2 separate regions of the Sus scrofa genome follow, and region 1 is linked to region 2. A link is a contact called in public HiChIP or PLAC-seq data. All regions are on one chromosome and are shown on one strand. Each heading gives the region's core, a stretch centred on a gene start, on an enhancer-like site or on the middle of the called end of the contact. The rest is flanking DNA. Distances are from core to core; before and after follow the strand shown. Region 1 overlaps EXT1 (exostosin-1). Region 2 has its middle 23 kb from the start of EXT1.

Region 1 (3,488 bases), core at 763-3,262, 190 kb after region 2:
CTTTGGCAGACCCAAGAATCATTTCTGGTCATTGAAGAGGACTGGTGCTTTGCAGTTTAGTCTTGAACCAGATTCTGAAAGTCGCATTCATAATGCAGTCGTCATTTCCTTAGTCCACAGCCTTCTCTTCCTTGTAGTCTATTTCCTGTGTGCTGGGTGGAGGGAATGTGAGGGAGGTGTGGGTTTTGCATTTGGGAGAATCTATAATCCAAAGAAGGAAATGAGATTGAGACAGCTATGTGCACAGTTTGCAATAATCTAAGGAATTGTGAAATCACGGCCACAAGGAAGGAAGTGTTTAGAGCATTGGTGAAGAATTGGGTCTCCAAAGTTCATGGGCCCAGAGGTTACATCCCCGCCCTGTAATTTATTAGTGCTGGGACTCTGAGCAAGCAGTTTGCTTTTCTTGGCTTCATTTTTTTCATCTGTTAAGTGGAGGTAACAGTAGTACCCAACTCACAGGGTAGTTTAGTATATATATAGCCTGGCAGAATTGAAAAACATTATATTTTATTATGTATATTATTACCGATGAGCCAATTCCTACCAGAGGGATCCGTAGAATAGGTGGTGTTTTCGTGAGGTCAATGAGTTTTATAGTTTCTCTTAAGCTTCCTATGGGAAGAAACAGCCTGAAAAAACAAGTGAGGAGATAATTTAGGAATTTGCACTTGGTCTGGACTTGGGGTATATTGATGAAAACTTGAGGGGTTTCTTTGGGAGCCAAAACCGTAAAATAGGCAGGATCAGGTACCTTGCATACCGTGTATATATGCTCGATAAATATTTCATCAGTTTTTTTTGTTTAATCTGTAGATCTTGAATTACTTTTATTTTCTGTATTTCATGCATTAACATCCATTTATGTTAAAAGATGCTAGTGAGCAATGGGTCCAAATTAATTTTTTTGCAAAGTAAAAATAATTATGAGTGTACCTCCTTGAATAGGTAAGGAATTTTGCACGACCGACAGGCTCTCGAAATCTGCATTGGCCAGCGCACCAGCCATAAGTTCCACAGGGTACTGAGTGCTTGAAATGTGGTTGGCTTGACAAAGAAATTGAGTTCATTTTTTGTTTGTTTGTTTGTTTGTTTTAGGGCCACACCTGCAGCACATGGAAGTTCCCAGGCTAGGGGTCAAACCAGAACCACAGCCACAACTATGCAAGATCCGAGACTCATCTGCAACCTACACCACAGCTCACCGCAATGCCAGATCCTTAACCCACTGAGCAAGGCCTGGGATCAAACCTCGAGTCCTCATGGATCCTAGTCGGGTTCATTACTGCTGAGCCGTGACTGGAACTCCTGAAACTGAGTTTTTAATTTTGTTTAATTTTAATTAATTTAAATGTATGGAGCCACAAGTGGCTGAGGGCTACCAGGCTACACAGCATTGCAGTCTGTAGAAATTATTTATCCATAGAGGCAATGTGCAGATGTGAAGCCCTGGGTTCGGATTGGCGTGGGGCAAGGAAGATGTTTTCCTATGGAAGTTTCTAGTGCTGTGGTTCCAGAACAGAAGGCCCACAAAGCCAGCTGTTTACTTTGATCAGGATTGTTTCAGAGAGGATTCAGAAAATCTCTGAGTAGCGTAAGCAGTGGTCTGATGGAAGGCCTTGAAAATATGAGGCTGATTACTGAGCCCCCAGGAAGCAGTTGTCATAATCAGGCTCTGTTAAGAAACTGTGGACCACAAGCCAATGTGTGTCCCCTGCCCCTTTCTCAGTCCAGTGCTCACTCTAGCACAAAGTGCTTAAGAGGTATTTTTCATTGCAACTTCAGATTTTAAACAAGTGGCAGCATGCTCTGAAGCCCACTGAGTCCAGGGGACAACCTTGCAGCCTTTACTGTGTGGGAACACTAAGAAGGGAGCTGGTTGACAAGACCCCACTTTGTGTCCTGGCTCCTGGCCTCCCGCCCAGTTGATCCGCCTGCTGGGACGGCTGCATCCAGGCCGGCAGAGTTGAGCAATGGGGAGGGGGCAATGTGAAGACACACAGGCTTCATAAATCAGGACGATTCAGCAAGATTCCATTTGCACTGAATCCGGGCCAGGGGCCTGAGCGCCGTGGAGTGTCTGCAGGGAAAGCTGACATTTTAATGATTTGATTAGTTTAGGAAGAATATTTTTATGGGTTGTGTCATCGGCTATATTAAGTACCGAGCAGAGTTGTTACATTATGATGAACTTCCACTACCTTGGCTGTGTACGAGGCGTCGTCTGTGCGATGATTTCAGCCCAAGACCCTAAGGGTAATCTCGTGCAATCCTCTTAAAGAAAGCGTTGTTTAATGACTAAAGCTGTTAATCATATTAAATACACACAGCCGCTCTGGGGGAAAAAAAAATGCCAAACAAGCATAAATTTTAAAAAAGGCTTTCGAATTAGCTAAATCGGGTTGTTTCGGGAGGGAAGTTGGGTGAGGAAGTTGTGGTGGGGGGGGAGTGGAGGAGGAGGTGGAGAAAGACAGTAGGAATACCCGCAGGTGTGATGCTGGTTATTGATCCCCCGTGTGGCAGGCACTGGGTCGAGGGTGGCATCGGATGTTGGGCCCCATGTCAGAGGCTGTCCAACACCAAGTAGTCTAAGCAATCAAGAAAATTTACTGTCTCACAGATAAAGAATTGAGAAGGTTGGCAGTTCGGTAGGGCTATTTCTTCTGGGTGTGTTTTGCTTGTAGATTACCTTGACGTCAAGGTTCTGGATTGACTTTGGCCGAGGTGGTGATGGTGGTGGGGGGTGAGCTTGGTCATTTTGGACCACATGAGGCCTTGTTCATTGGTGTTTCTTCCTGACCCATGGAGGTTGATTTGACTGAGATGCCCAGGATGGGGGGACTCTGGATCCACACTCCGTTAGAGGCACAGCCTGAGAACAGGCTCCCGCCCTCAGTTCTCCTGAGGCCAGGAGGGAAATTCTAAATTTGAGGGTTCTCCCCTCCCTTCACCAACCATTCATTTTGTTTTCTTTGCACAAGTCTCAGTGGAATAAGGTTGCCGAGTCGAGCCACCATTTCCACTTGAGCAAATATGGGCGCCCAGTTTTCCAAAAGCAAGGGTTTTATGGGGTGATGGGCTGAATTAAGGAAGCAATAACCCCACTCTTTCCTTAGCCCTTCTTGTTGACTAAGGAAAGAGTTTATAAAAGTGGCTTCATTCATTCCCCTCTGCCTGGTGTTCTTATGTAAACCAGAAACAGGGAGTTTGGAACAGCATTGAACGGTAGAGGTCGGTTTTCATTAAATATTCAACACCTGCCCTTAATGTTACAACCTAGTGTTTTGCCAACCCAGGTTTTCTCTGTCCCTGGGATTTCCTGTGTTGAGTGAGAGACTGTGACAGAGGTCTAAACATTAAAACATAAAACAAACCAAAAACATAAAATAAAGCGATGAGTTACAGAAATACATATGTGCGTCAGAATATTCAACAAAACCGAGTTTGGATGTCCCGGGATTGTAAGAATGATAGGTGACTAAATAGGA
Region 2 (3,461 bases), core at 244-2,743:
TGAAGTTCCTAAGGGGGAAAGGGGAGGTATTGGGATGGATAGGCATTTGGGGGTTTTTTGGATGCAAACTGTTATATTTGGAATGGATGGGGAATGGGATCTTACTGTACAGCACAGGGAAATGTATGTGATTGGGTCACTTTGTTGTACAACAGAACTTGTTGAAACATTGTAAATCAACTATTCTTTAATAATAATAATAATAATAATAATAATAAAATTTTTAAAAGTCTGTAAGTCTGTTTCTATTCTGTATATAGGTTTTTTAAAATATTCTTTTACTTTATGGCTTATCATAGAATATTGAATATAGTTCCCTATGCTATACAGTGGGACCTTGTTGTTTACCATTCTATATATAATAGTTTGCAATTGCTAGCCCCAAACTCCCACTCTATCCCTCTCCCTCTCTCCTCCCCCTCTGCAACCACAAGCCTGTTCTCTACATCTGTGAGTCTGTTTCTGTTTTGTAGATAGGTTCATTTGTGCCCTATTTTAGATTCCACATACAAGTGATATCATATGGTGTTTGTCTTTCTCCTTCTGACTTACTTTACTTAGTATGAGCATCTCTAGTTGCATCCATGTTGCTGCAAATGGCATTATTTTGTTCTTTTTTATGGCTGAGTATTATTCCATTGTATATATGTACCACATCTTAATTCATTTCTCAATGGACATTTAGGTTATTTCCATGTCTTGTCTATTGTGAACAGTGCTGCTATGAGCATAGGGATATATGTGTCATTTTGAATTATAGTTTTGTCCGGATATATGCCTAGGAGTGGGATTACTGGATCATATGGTAAGTCTATTTTTAGTTTTTTGAGGAACCTCCATACTGTTTTGCTTGGTGGCTACACCAACTTTCATTCCTACCATCAGTGTAAGAGGGTACCTTTTTCTCCACACCCTCTCTAGCACTTGTTTATTTGTAGACTTATAGATGATGGCCATTCTGACTGGCATGAGGTGATATCTCATTGTAGTTTTGATTTGCATTTCTCTAATAATTAGCAACACTGAGCATCTTTTCATGTGCCTGTTGGCCATCTGTATGTAAGACCCATTCTCTTATCACTACCCCATGCTGCCTCCTTCCTTATCATTTAAGGATCAAATCAAGTTTCACCTCCATTCTCCCCATCCCTGATTCTTCCATTCTAAGCAGGCATCTGTTCCATACCTCTTCTTGTTGACTCATTTTGCCTAATATTGATATTTTATTTTCCCCTCTAATCTTCATTCCACAAAAAATAAAAGAAAAAAATTAGTGCCAAGGGTGAGAGAAATGCTTTCTACTACTTCTGCAACTACCCCTCATGTGTATTCTTAATATTTTTTGGATGGTGCTGTGCTAACTTGTAGAGCTTAAGAACACAGCACGGAAGGAAAACTTCTGTTCTTCAATTTAAGCTGATACTTCTACATTCTGCGTAACCTAGTGTCTACAGGGCAATGCAAGCACTGCTGGGAAATGGGGCTGTGCATTCTGGTGGAGGAAGAACTCCTATTACCAAAGAGATGGAAGAGGAAGAACAGGCAAAAAGAAACTAGGAATTTGTCCAAACAGGAAGCCCTGGGTTTTCTTCCTTGCTGACTGATCACACTTTTGCTTCACATTCCACATCTCCTAAAGGCTCCTGCCATTACTTCACAGCAGGCATCAGAGCGACTTCCCTTCCTCCAGTTTACATAGCTGCAGCTGGTCTAGGGGAGCCAGATCCAGGAGCAAAGATATCAGCTGTGCATAGCTCTAGGTTTTCTCAAAGGGAAACTTCGAAGTAGTTTTCAAAGGTTAAAGGAAACTTGCCAGCCTAGAAGCTGCTGGAAAAATCCAGCACATACTTGATTCCTTTCCAACCTAAGGGGAGTTTCTAAAGGATGGAGAAGCTATAGCTCATTGGAAAGAGAACACCAGGGAAATCAGAACTCAACAGTGGACATCTGGATTTATAACTGGAAAAACTTCTCTGGTGTTAAAGTTAGGTCTGCCCCTTAAATTCCACCTTGTGACCGTCCCACTAGATCTGTTCCACAGCTTTGGTTCCAGCCATTCAGTTCATGAGAATGCATGGGAGCATCAACCAAGGAACAGATGCAGATTCCCAGGCCCACCCCTTCCAGAGTTTCTAATTTAATAGTCTAGGTTTGGCCTGGGAACCTGCATCCGTTCCTAGGTGATGCTAATGGGGCTGATCCAAGGACATTTTGAGAACAATGTCCCTAAGCAAGAAAGATATTCAGATAAAGGAACCTCCCTTCTACAAAGTATTTGGGATCATGATGGTCTCAAATCCCCTATTGCATTTCTCACTGGAGACCAGATCACTTTACAGTGACTTCCAGAAAGAGGCCCTCGTGGGAAAGCCCTGATGCGTTTTGACCAGCTGTGCTGGGTTGGGAGCTAATTAGGAGGAAAGCTAGAATGGTCCTGCTTTCCCAGCCATGTTATCCAGCAAACCCAGAGACAGTGCGCCAGTAAAGAAAATTATACAGATGAGACCTGGAAGCTGCCATTTCATTAGGGAAGGTTTTACCTTTTTCATTACAGGAAAAATCTAATATTTCCCATCTCTCCCTTCACCAAAAGTAGGCAAGCATAAAACCAAAGTCAATTTCTTACAATTTAGTAACCTCAGCACCAACCAATTATATTCTAGGACATGAGAAACAGCTGTTGTAACATTAGAGCTCGAACAGTTTCATCTCAGCTATTTAAAGGGATAAAAGAGCCAATATTTTCATTCCCTTGTGATATTATCAAGTCATGATAAACAACCAAGACTGTAGTATTAATTACATTAATTTGGAGAGGAGAGAGACCATTTTAATTGCTCCAAGCTGGAGAATAATTTTTTATGGGCAGACAATCATTCCATAAATTCACACTAGAAAGGGTCCTTTGTCTTCTTCTATCAGCAGCAAAATTTCTGGAGGCAAAAAAATGACCACCTCCTTTTAAGGTGGATTTCAGTAGAAAAAAACATTCTCACTATTGCTATGTGTCATTCAGTGAACCCTGACTTGTTGAGCTATTTGAAAGAAAGACACACAGGGGAAGTATTTTTATTGAAATATTTTGAAATCAAAAACAAGAAGTAGGACTGACACAGCGAGATTTAAATACTTTCTCATATACGAAATGACCCTCCCTCTCAGGGTCAAGAAGACCAAATGAATGTGTACATCAAAATGTTCTGTAAACTACAGTATCATATAAAAGCAGAAAAGGAGAGGGAAAAATCATTTACTGCGTGCCTTCTACATGGGGCACTGAGCTAGGTGCTTGACTTCTGTGATCCTATTTTAATACTCATAGAAATCATAGGACGAGAAATAAGAACATAAAAAGGAGAGAATGCAATAAATAGGTGAGGAAAATGCCAATTTGTCATTGTGGAAGCTATTCAGATAAAAGTGTACACACAGTTCCAATTAATTAATGTGATATATGCTAT

Evidence for each region. HiChIP or PLAC-seq counts read pairs in DNA pulled down with a chosen protein or histone mark.
Region 1: a contact with region 2 is called in an H3K27ac HiChIP or PLAC-seq map of alveolar macrophages. The contact joins two enhancer-like sites. A contact is called at or near these places in 1 of 47 Hi-C or Micro-C datasets (liver) and 1 of 2 datasets of contacts at active chromatin or transcription factors (alveolar macrophages).

The regions. Positions count from the first base shown.
Region 1 is chr4:20,812,024-20,815,511 of Sscrofa11.1, forward strand. The region is part of intron 1 of EXT1 (exostosin-1); the gene reads left to right. Among named protein-coding and RNA genes, the nearest start is that of EXT1, 170 kb to the left of the region's middle. Within about 2 kb of position 2,013, at least 15 of the 83 cell types and tissues checked have an H3K27ac peak or open chromatin away from gene starts, as enhancers often do. A contact at or near this core is called in alveolar macrophages, where this site is marked.
Region 2 is chr4:20,620,453-20,623,913 of Sscrofa11.1, forward strand. No RefSeq gene overlaps it. Among named protein-coding and RNA genes, the nearest start is that of EXT1, 23 kb to the right of the region's middle. Within about 2 kb of position 1,494, at least 2 of the 83 cell types and tissues checked have an H3K27ac peak or open chromatin away from gene starts, as enhancers often do. A contact at or near this core is called in alveolar macrophages, where this site is marked.